3 separate regions of the Mus musculus genome follow, and all the other regions are linked to region 1. Evidence: chromatin contacts called from public Hi-C and promoter capture Hi-C data. All regions are on one chromosome and are shown on one strand. Each heading gives the region's core, a stretch centred on a gene start, on an enhancer-like site or on the middle of the called end of the contact. The rest is flanking DNA. Distances are from core to core; before and after follow the strand shown.

The links. Promoter capture Hi-C pulls out the DNA fragments that hold promoters and counts their contacts. A called contact is a pair of places that touch in the nucleus more often than the background predicts.
Region 2: a promoter capture Hi-C map of embryonic stem cells shows a contact between it and region 1, with 4 times the contacts expected there. The contact joins the promoter of 4930527A07Rik here to the promoter of Elp4 in region 1. A contact is called at or near these places in 7 of 39 promoter capture datasets (the 3T3-L1 cell line, 3T3-L1-derived adipocytes, embryonic stem cells and 3 more), 1 of 15 datasets of contacts at CTCF or cohesin (pro-B cells), 9 of 484 Hi-C or Micro-C datasets (the C2C12 cell line, adipose-derived mesenchymal stem cells, cerebellum and 5 more), 1 of 115 datasets of contacts at active chromatin or transcription factors (astrocytes) and 2 of 9 other capture datasets (embryonic tail and embryonic trunk).
Region 3: a contact with region 1 is called in a Hi-C map of uterus, with 2.5 times the contacts expected there. The contact joins the enhancer-like site here to the promoter of Elp4 in region 1. A contact is called at or near these places in 7 of 39 promoter capture datasets (embryonic stem cells, liver and stem cell-derived epiblast-like cells), 4 of 15 datasets of contacts at CTCF or cohesin (embryonic stem cells, pro-B cells and stem cell-derived epiblast-like cells), 28 of 484 Hi-C or Micro-C datasets (cerebellar granule neurons, cerebellum, cerebral cortex and 6 more), 3 of 115 datasets of contacts at active chromatin or transcription factors (astrocytes and embryonic stem cells) and 2 of 9 other capture datasets (embryonic tail and pancreatic islet).

What each region holds. Positions count from the first base shown.
Region 1 is chr2:105,903,208-105,905,894 of GRCm38.p6, reverse strand. It overlaps Elp4 (elongator acetyltransferase complex subunit 4), which reads left to right and starts at 1,331. Exons shown (of 10, transcript NM_023876.4): 1 at 1,331-1,626. The coding sequence starts at 1,407. It overlaps Immp1l (IMP1 inner mitochondrial membrane peptidase-like (S. cerevisiae)), which reads right to left and starts at 1,257. Exons shown (of 7, transcript NM_028260.2): 1 at 1,165-1,257.
Region 2 is chr2:105,475,089-105,477,775 of GRCm38.p6, reverse strand. 4930527A07Rik (RIKEN cDNA 4930527A07 gene) reads right to left here and starts at 1,333. Exons shown (of 3, transcript NR_166134.1): 1 at 921-1,333.
Region 3 is chr2:105,520,651-105,523,337 of GRCm38.p6, reverse strand. The region is part of intron 1 of 4930527A07Rik (RIKEN cDNA 4930527A07 gene); the gene reads right to left. Among named protein-coding and RNA genes, the nearest start is that of 4930527A07Rik, 46 kb to the right of the region's middle. Within about 2 kb of position 1,362, at least 14 of the 459 cell types and tissues checked have an H3K27ac peak or open chromatin away from gene starts, as enhancers often do. A contact at or near this core is called in embryonic tail and uterus, where this site is marked.

The DNA of each region.
Region 1 (2,687 bases), core at 82-2,581:
ATGCTAACTCTGAATATCTGATTCTCCTTTTCCAACTGTTTGGGATTATAGTCTCCTGCCCAAGCCCAAATATGATGCAGGAAAAAAGAAAGGGTGGGAAGGAGGAAGGGAAAGAGGGAATGGAAAGAAAAAACCGTAAGTAAAGGTGTTGTGGTGGCATTCACCTGTAAGTCTCAGGCAAAGGCAGGCAGACTTCTGTGAGTTATATACCAACAGGGCTACATAGAGAGATCCTGTCTCAAAATAAATGAATGAATGAATGAATGAATCAATCAATCAATCCATATATCATGTATCACCCATCACTGTCAGCAGTAATTAAGTGACACAAGTATTGACTTAGGTCTCTTTTTCCGTTCAAACATTGCTTATCTTGGATGTCTTCTAGAAATCACTTAACCAATTCCTCCTCCAGTTCACATATGAAAAAAAAAATCAGGTCTGAATTACATGGTTTTTTTTCTACCACAAATAAAACTCATAGTGTAGTAGGAACCCTCTCCATTCAGATTCAAATTACTAGAAAAATAAGGTACAAATACATCTAATTCCACTCAGATTTAGGGGAGAGAAACTTCAAGTAGTTTCCGTTATTTGCAGCTGCTTTGGAGAAGTGACAATTAAATGTGTGAACAAGGTTGTCAGAGTAACACTTGCCATTCACACTGCTTAGGAAAGACCCTCCGAGATTTCCAGAAACACTAATTAAAATTAAGAAAAGCTGCTCACGGGGACTTGTCAGAAAGGTATAGTCTGTGAGAGTGGGGGAAGAAAGCCCAATGGTCTCGAAGTTCATAAACGGAAGTTTCTAAGTAAAGTCTACCTTAACCCAACCCACCTAACCCTGGGTTCTCACTGCCTTAAGCCCAAGAGCTCACCAGCCACTGAAGTCACAGTTACTCCTGTCCAGACAGCTCAACCATTCGGGAAATCAAGGTTTCGAGGAGAGGTAGTGGTGGGGGTGGTAGGGATGGGGAATAACTTTCCTTAGAGACCCAAGAGGTGAGAGAGGCAAAAAGAGGCGTCTCTCTGCTAAACAGCAGGGGAGAGCGCCAACTCGCAGTGGCTTTAGAAGCCCTGGGGGCGAATCGCTTCTCTTTCCTTTCCTTTTAACTCGTGAACGTAGGCACTCGCAAATCAAGAATGCCGAAGGACGGTACCCACCTGCGGCCCCAAACACCAACAGAAGTTCCTCGGCCAGGACTCAGACGGACCAGGGCCGCGTACACCCCTCCAGCTTTACGCACCGCACTTTTCAGCAATAGGCCTTGCGATTGGTTGACCTGCAAGGAAATCTCAGTTCTATTGGCTGCCAATGGCGTGTAGGCGGGACTTTGGGGCTAGCTCTGACAGGCCCCCCGCTCCAGTTCCCAGAGTTCCGATTGGGTCATCGTAGGAGCTTCAAGATGGCGGCGGCAGACACTTGCGGCGCGGGTACCCTCAGCTCCCGGTCTGTGGCGTCCGAGGCGGGTCAGGGCGGCACCTCTAGTTTCCAGAGGAAGGGCAAGGCCTCTGGGGGCCCCGGAGGGGGCCCTCGGCTGCTGTCCATTGCTGGCACGCGACCGTCGGTGCGGAATGGACAACTGCTGGTGTCAACCGGGCTCCCAGCCCTGGACCAGCTCTTAGGTCGGTTCAGAATAAATATGTGGGCGCGTTCCAGGAGAAACTTGGGGGAGGGACTCCTGGGCAGCCCATCACCCCTGTGCTTGGCCCGGCCCCACGCACCCATTTCCTTTTTCCCTCTCTTCTTCATAAGCATGGTTAGGATGACCTGCCCTGACAGAGGAAGACTGGGAGGAAACTTGCATGGAGATGTCAAGAGGTGTGCACTAAGCCCGCCTTAAGACCCAGACTCCTTACTCTTCTCTGTTCAGCACCTCATTTCTAGATGACCATGGACTCCCTACATGCCATTACCCTAAAATGATTACTACTGAAAAAGAAACACATATGGAAAGGAATTGGCTTGTAGGATCCTCTGCTGGTGTCTTAGGACTCCTTCCTTCCAACCCCGGGTAGCTTAAAGCTGGGACTAACCCACAAAACTTTTTAGAGTTTTAAAGAAGGGTTCCTTTAGAAAAAGTTGAAAGTATTGCCCTCTTTCCCACAGCCTGGCTACTCATCTTAAATAGTAGAGCGGTATGGTTCTAAAGAGTGGATGTTAAAGATGCCTGTTGACTCAAAGAAATGACAGTCCTTGGTATTCAGATAGTTCTACACCCCACCCGAGTTTCTTTTTTTTTTTTTTAATTTTTTTTATTAGATATTTTCTTCATTTACATTTCAAATGCTATCCCAAAAGTCCCCTATGCCCTTATCCCCGCCCTGCCCTCCTACCCACCCACTCCCACTTCATGGCCCTGGCATTCCCCTGTACTGGGGCATATAAAGTTTGCAAGTCCAATGGGCCTCTCTTTCCAGTGATGGCCGACTAGGCCATCTTCTGCTACATATGCAGCTAGAGACACGAGCTCTCAGGGTACTGATTAGTTCATATTGCTGTTCCACCTATAGGGTTGCAGACCCCTTCAGCTCCTTGGGTACTTTCTCTAGCTCCTCCATTGGGGGCCCTGTGTTCCATCCAATTGATGACTGTGAGTATCCACTTCTGTATTTGCCAGGCACTGGCATAACCTCAGAGGAGACAACTATATTAGGGTCCTTTCAGCAAAATCTTGCTGGCATAT
Region 2 (2,687 bases), core at 84-2,583, 430 kb after region 1:
ACCCTGCAGTTTGAAATTCCCCACCAGGCAAATCTGAAATTATTCACATTTTTCTTGCAGATTTTTCATGAAGTGAGTGGCTGATGAAATAACTCTCAAATGGCTTTGCGTTTTCTGCTAAGGATCCTTCAATGGGTGCGTGCCTTCATGCCTCAGCTCCGCCAAGCCCTCCTCTTTCCTGTTTATGTTTATTTTGGAAGCCAAATGTGTTTACAAAATCAGTTAAAAAGTGTTAATGATCAGTTTCCAGCATACTAATGTGAATTTAAATTACTTTCACATGAATCAAGACAAATTAAAATTGCCATTTGATCACAAACTGTTTTAAATTCATATTATAAGTAGGTGCAACAAATCTGGATATATGCTTTTAAAAAAAAAAAAAGAGCAGTTTAAAAATAACCATTCTAGCTTGGCATGGTGACAGATGCTTATAATCCAAGCTCTCAGGAGGGGAGGTCGAGGCAGGGGGATCAGCAGTTCAGGGCTAGTCCACGAGACTCTGCCTCAAACTAAGCCAAATAAAAATTCACAATAAAAATAATATAACCATTCCAATGGCCTGAAGAAGCTCAGAGCAGGAAGTGTCTTCCCAGGAGGAATGATGTCAGTTTTTGGTCCCCTGTGTGGGAGAAGGTAGTGGGTGATAAGAGTCTGCTTCCTGGAGGCAAAATACTCCTGCACATAACTGTCAAGACTCAGTTATAGCTTTGAAGTACACATTAAAAAAACCCTTCTATTGATTCTTTGGTGAATCACACACACCAACCCCACTCATATCCCTGTCCCTTCTTATACACCCCCTGCCCTTGCATCCTCTCCCTCCCCCACCAAATATAGGATAGAATTTAAAAAAAAACAAACAAACTTGTCACAGCGTAGCCCACAGTACACCCTTCTGTCCACACATCTTTACTTACAAGTGTTCATTGCAAGGAGTCACTGCTCTGGTCGGAGGCATCTGGCTTCTGCTACATCATCAGTACTAGATCTTCATGGAGACTCCCCCTAGTCACCCTGTTATTATTGCCCTGTGTCATGGAGATCCTGCAGCTTTGGATCTGTAGGACTGGGCTTTTCACACCACCCAGCAGTTCATAGATGGGGTAGATGTTGGGGTGGGCTGACTCAAAGCCCTGAATCTGGGCCTGGTTGGTAGCTGAGTCGGTCAGCCCACCAGCTCTCCTGCACCAGTACCACCCTGTCGAGCTGTCTAGTACTGCCCCAGCTAGCTTGCCCTCGAATCACAGCTGGCAAGGGGCAGGGCCAACTGTCCCATGCGCATACCCTTGGCCAGCTCACCTGACCCTCACACCAGGGTCAGCTCTATTGTGTCACCCAGGCAAGGGGCGGGGCCAGTCTAGCACAGTGCCTCAGGAGCCCAGCCCAGGGACATCTGCATAGCCTTTGGTGATAACATGAACCTGAGGCACCAACACAGACCCTGGCTGTGATGGGACTCTAGATCCTGACATGGTCCCAGGCAGCAGCATGGACCCTGCTGTCACCATGGACTCAGGTGTCAGAGCAGGTCACTCAGATGAGCATGCCCCCCTACAGCACCAAGGCCCTCAGACATCCACATGATCTCCAGTGGCAGCCCAGACCACGGACATCAGCATGGCCTTTGGTGATAACTCAGACCCCAGCTGCCACAGGAGCACAGATCCAAACATGGCCCTTTGCCAAAGTCCAAGCCAAGGCATCACCATGTCCTCAGGCCGTTGTGCAGGTTCCTAAAGCTGCCTGTTGCCCACCACTGTCGTCTCCAGTTCCACCTTTCTCCAGAGTACACAACCCCCTCAGCTCTACTTTCTCTACCCTTTCTCCATTGTCTCTTTCCTATCTCTCTGTCGCACATTCTCCCATTGTGGTGGTTCCCAAGTTGAGTACTTGGGTATCTTTCTTCGGGCCGTCCATATCTGCACAATGAAAGTATGAATAAAATCAGCTGGGTGGATTACAAAATGTAACTCAAGGTTTGACTCAAAGCTCTGGACCTGGGCCTGGTTGATTGCTTTTACTCCATTTCAGTGTTAAATCTCTCTCTCTCTCTCTCTCTCTCTCTCTCTCTCTCTGGAGTTCATGCTCATATAGAGTAGAAAATGGAGGCTCTGTCAGGATTTCCTTCCCCCTTGTGTCCTCCTTCCTGCTTTTGGTGAAGCTGCTCCTGGGATTAGGGGTTGGCTGTAAGTCTGCACTTTGCAGAATGACACATCAGTACCCCAGAGAGTTCAAGAGTTCTAGGGTTCTAGAGAGAAGAAAACTATACTGGAGTTGATGGAGAAAAGAAAGCTGGCTTTCCCATCAGACAAGACATGGCCCCCTCATCCACAACTGTTCCACTCTTGTTCAAAATGAACGCTGGAGTTTGTCTGAAGAAAGTCTCCAGGGAGTAACTTTTTAAGAGTGGTATGTTAAAACCATCTCTTAATAAGACAAAGAAAGGAGTTAGCAAAGGGTAAGGCTGCCGTTCTGCATCCAGCTCTGTAAAGAAGTACCCGCCCCGAACTAAGGCAAACAGGAGTACAAGCCATGCCTGTGTCAGACACCATACAACTCTGGGTTCTCCGAGCCAGTTTCAAAGTGCCAGTGTCTCTGCTTTATAATATGTCTATGTCAGGGGTTTGGGTCACAGTCACAGGAGCACATAGAAGTGGACGAGATTTAACCCTGACGATGCCCAG
Region 3 (2,687 bases), core at 113-2,612, 380 kb after region 1:
TTCAAGGATTTTGACAAATTGTGCTAGAGGGAAGGCCTGTCCTGGCTTCCAGGAGCTAGGGTGCAAGCATGGGAATTGCATTCACTCTCAGTTTACAATGTGGACATATGTGCGCACTCATGTGTTTTACACAAATACATGCACATTGAAAGTCAATTTGAACATCAAGTAGGATTGACTTTTCTGTGAGGCACAATTCCTCTTCTTGTAGGCAGCTTTCAAGGTTAAACTCATCATGATGAGGTTATGCACTCCAGAGCCAGTGTGTGTGGGTTCAAACCTCAAGTTTTACCATTTAGTCGCTGTCAAGGTTTAAGCAAGTTACTTAACCTCTTTGGGCTGCTCGCCTCTTCTATAAATATGAACAATACTGATACTCCAGCAGCATATTGTGATGAAGCGGTACAATGTATGATCATCACCCTGTACATACTAGCTGTAATTATTGTCCAACAGAGCATGGCTCTCATGTAGTCCCACCATCTGTAGAGTCAACCCATTAAGCTCCATTCTAAGTCTTGTTGGTCAATATGTCCCAGGCAGACATTTCCAGTTAGAGAAAGTTAATGTTAGAGACACTATTTGGTTAACATAGGTGCTACTTACACTCTATATAGCCTCTACGAGGTTTAAGAGTCATGACTGTGGAACTCCCATGTCCTTTGTCTTTATTAAGTCAGTCTGGCAAGGTGGTGGGCCCGTTGGTGCTGTAGACTGACTGATGACACTCTGGCGGACAGGGTGGATGTGTCCTCTCTCCAACTTAGGGAAATTTTCCTCCTGGCTTTTCCTACCTTCATCTGCAAAGTATCCCAGGGAAGCTAGCAGAGTGGCTTCCAGGGGAGCCGCAAGCATCTCGAGAAACTCTGACTTAGATGGGATACTTACAGACACTAACCAAAAAGAGCTCTTTCCATCTAGAAAAATGATGGCCAGGAGACAGGCTGCCAAAGTCAGAGGCTGGCTTTCCCAAGGTCAACCATAAATCAAGGTGAGCACATGTTACAGGAGCCAGTGCTGGAGTCTTGAGGGGGTGTGGGGCCTGATGACAGGGGGATTATCTCTTCCCATTCCGTCTGCTGCCAGGGAAGCCAGGCATGTGTCTGCTCATTGCCACCAAGGAAGCCTTCCTGCTGTTTAATGAGGGTTAGCTTGCCCTGGGAAGGAAGGCCTGGCCTGCACATCTGTCTCATCAAAGGGGTCAAAGGCTTAGGACACAAAGGTCTCTCAGGCCTCCATTCTCTGGCCTTTATCACCCCCCAGAAGCCATCCTGTTAACGTGCTCAAACAGCCGTGACTTTGCCTCTGCTGTGTTTGGGGAGTTCAGTCTGGTGAAGAGGGAAGAGAGAGAGAGAGCCCTTGGAGTCTCTCAGACTTCGCACTTGGCTGCCTCTCCTGAGGAGGACCTGAACCGTGACTCATCTGGGGTAGAATGTTTTGTTAGCAAATCCTTGTTTTGCTTTAAAGCCACTGATGTCTCAAGAAAACAGCCTCAAGCGAATTTGGAGGAGGAAGAGGAGGAGGAGGAGGAAGAGGAGGAGGAGGAGGAGGAGGAAGAGGAGGAGGAGGAGGAAGAGAGAGAGCGTTAGAGAGAGAGAGAGAGAGAGCACTGCCTCACATGTAATCTGTTTACAGGGGACAGAAGTGACCCTAGGAGCAAGCTCGAGCCAGGCACCCTCACCATGATGGCCTTGAGGTCATGAGGCTTTTTGCAGGAAATCAAGACATACTAATGCTTTAAGTTGGAAGGACATAAGAGATGGTGAGGCTGCATCTGCTATGGAGCTTTGGAGGTCCAACATCACTTGGAGTTTAGGAGCTGCCTTTGAACTCAAGGCTTCACCCCACACACCTCAGCTTCTTCATCTGTCAAGGGGATTAGCAATACTAGGGTGAGAACAACATGACAAACGCAAAACATATTTCCTCTTCTCTCATGCCAGCACATAGACAGCCAATGGTAGCAAGATATCAGACATTTAAGAAAACATGTCAGAGAAGACATCAGCTCATCGAATATCTTACCATAAAAATGACGGTTGGTTCATTTTGGTTTTGCGATGTGTCAACAATTGCTACCTTCCTGGTGATGGTGGTAGATGTGACATGTCTTAATCATGTGGCAAAAAGAAGCCTCTTGGTAATTGTAGAATTATGCAAGGCAGAGTCCTTAGCCAGATAGCCAGGGTAGCAATAGAATTGACCAATGGCTTGAGAATGTCCAGGATACTCTGGTGGGTAATCAATGCCCTATAAATGATAGGCTCAGATCTTAAGTCCCACTCTCCACATGAGCTGTCTCGGGCTATGGTAGAGATGCAATACAGAGAGCAGCACAGAGCAAATTGAATAGAAAAACAACAGCAGGGAGTGAGTGGCAGCTCATGTGCAAGACCTGAAAGGCAGAGCTTTGTGAGTGTGAGGCCAGCCTGGTCTAAATAGCTTCAGCAGAGCCAGAGCTATAGAGAAAGACCTTGTCTCACCACCACCACCACCACCACCACGACCAACAACAACATTATCAGTGAATTATGCATATTCAAAGCCTTTGGATATCAACTCAGCCCTTTCTCTTCAGCTCAAGGGAAATCATTTAGAAAATAATACAACTAGAGGAATAACCTTGAGTCTGTTCAAAAATTGTTCAAAATGCACCTGACACAGATCGCAGTAACACAGTATTTGTG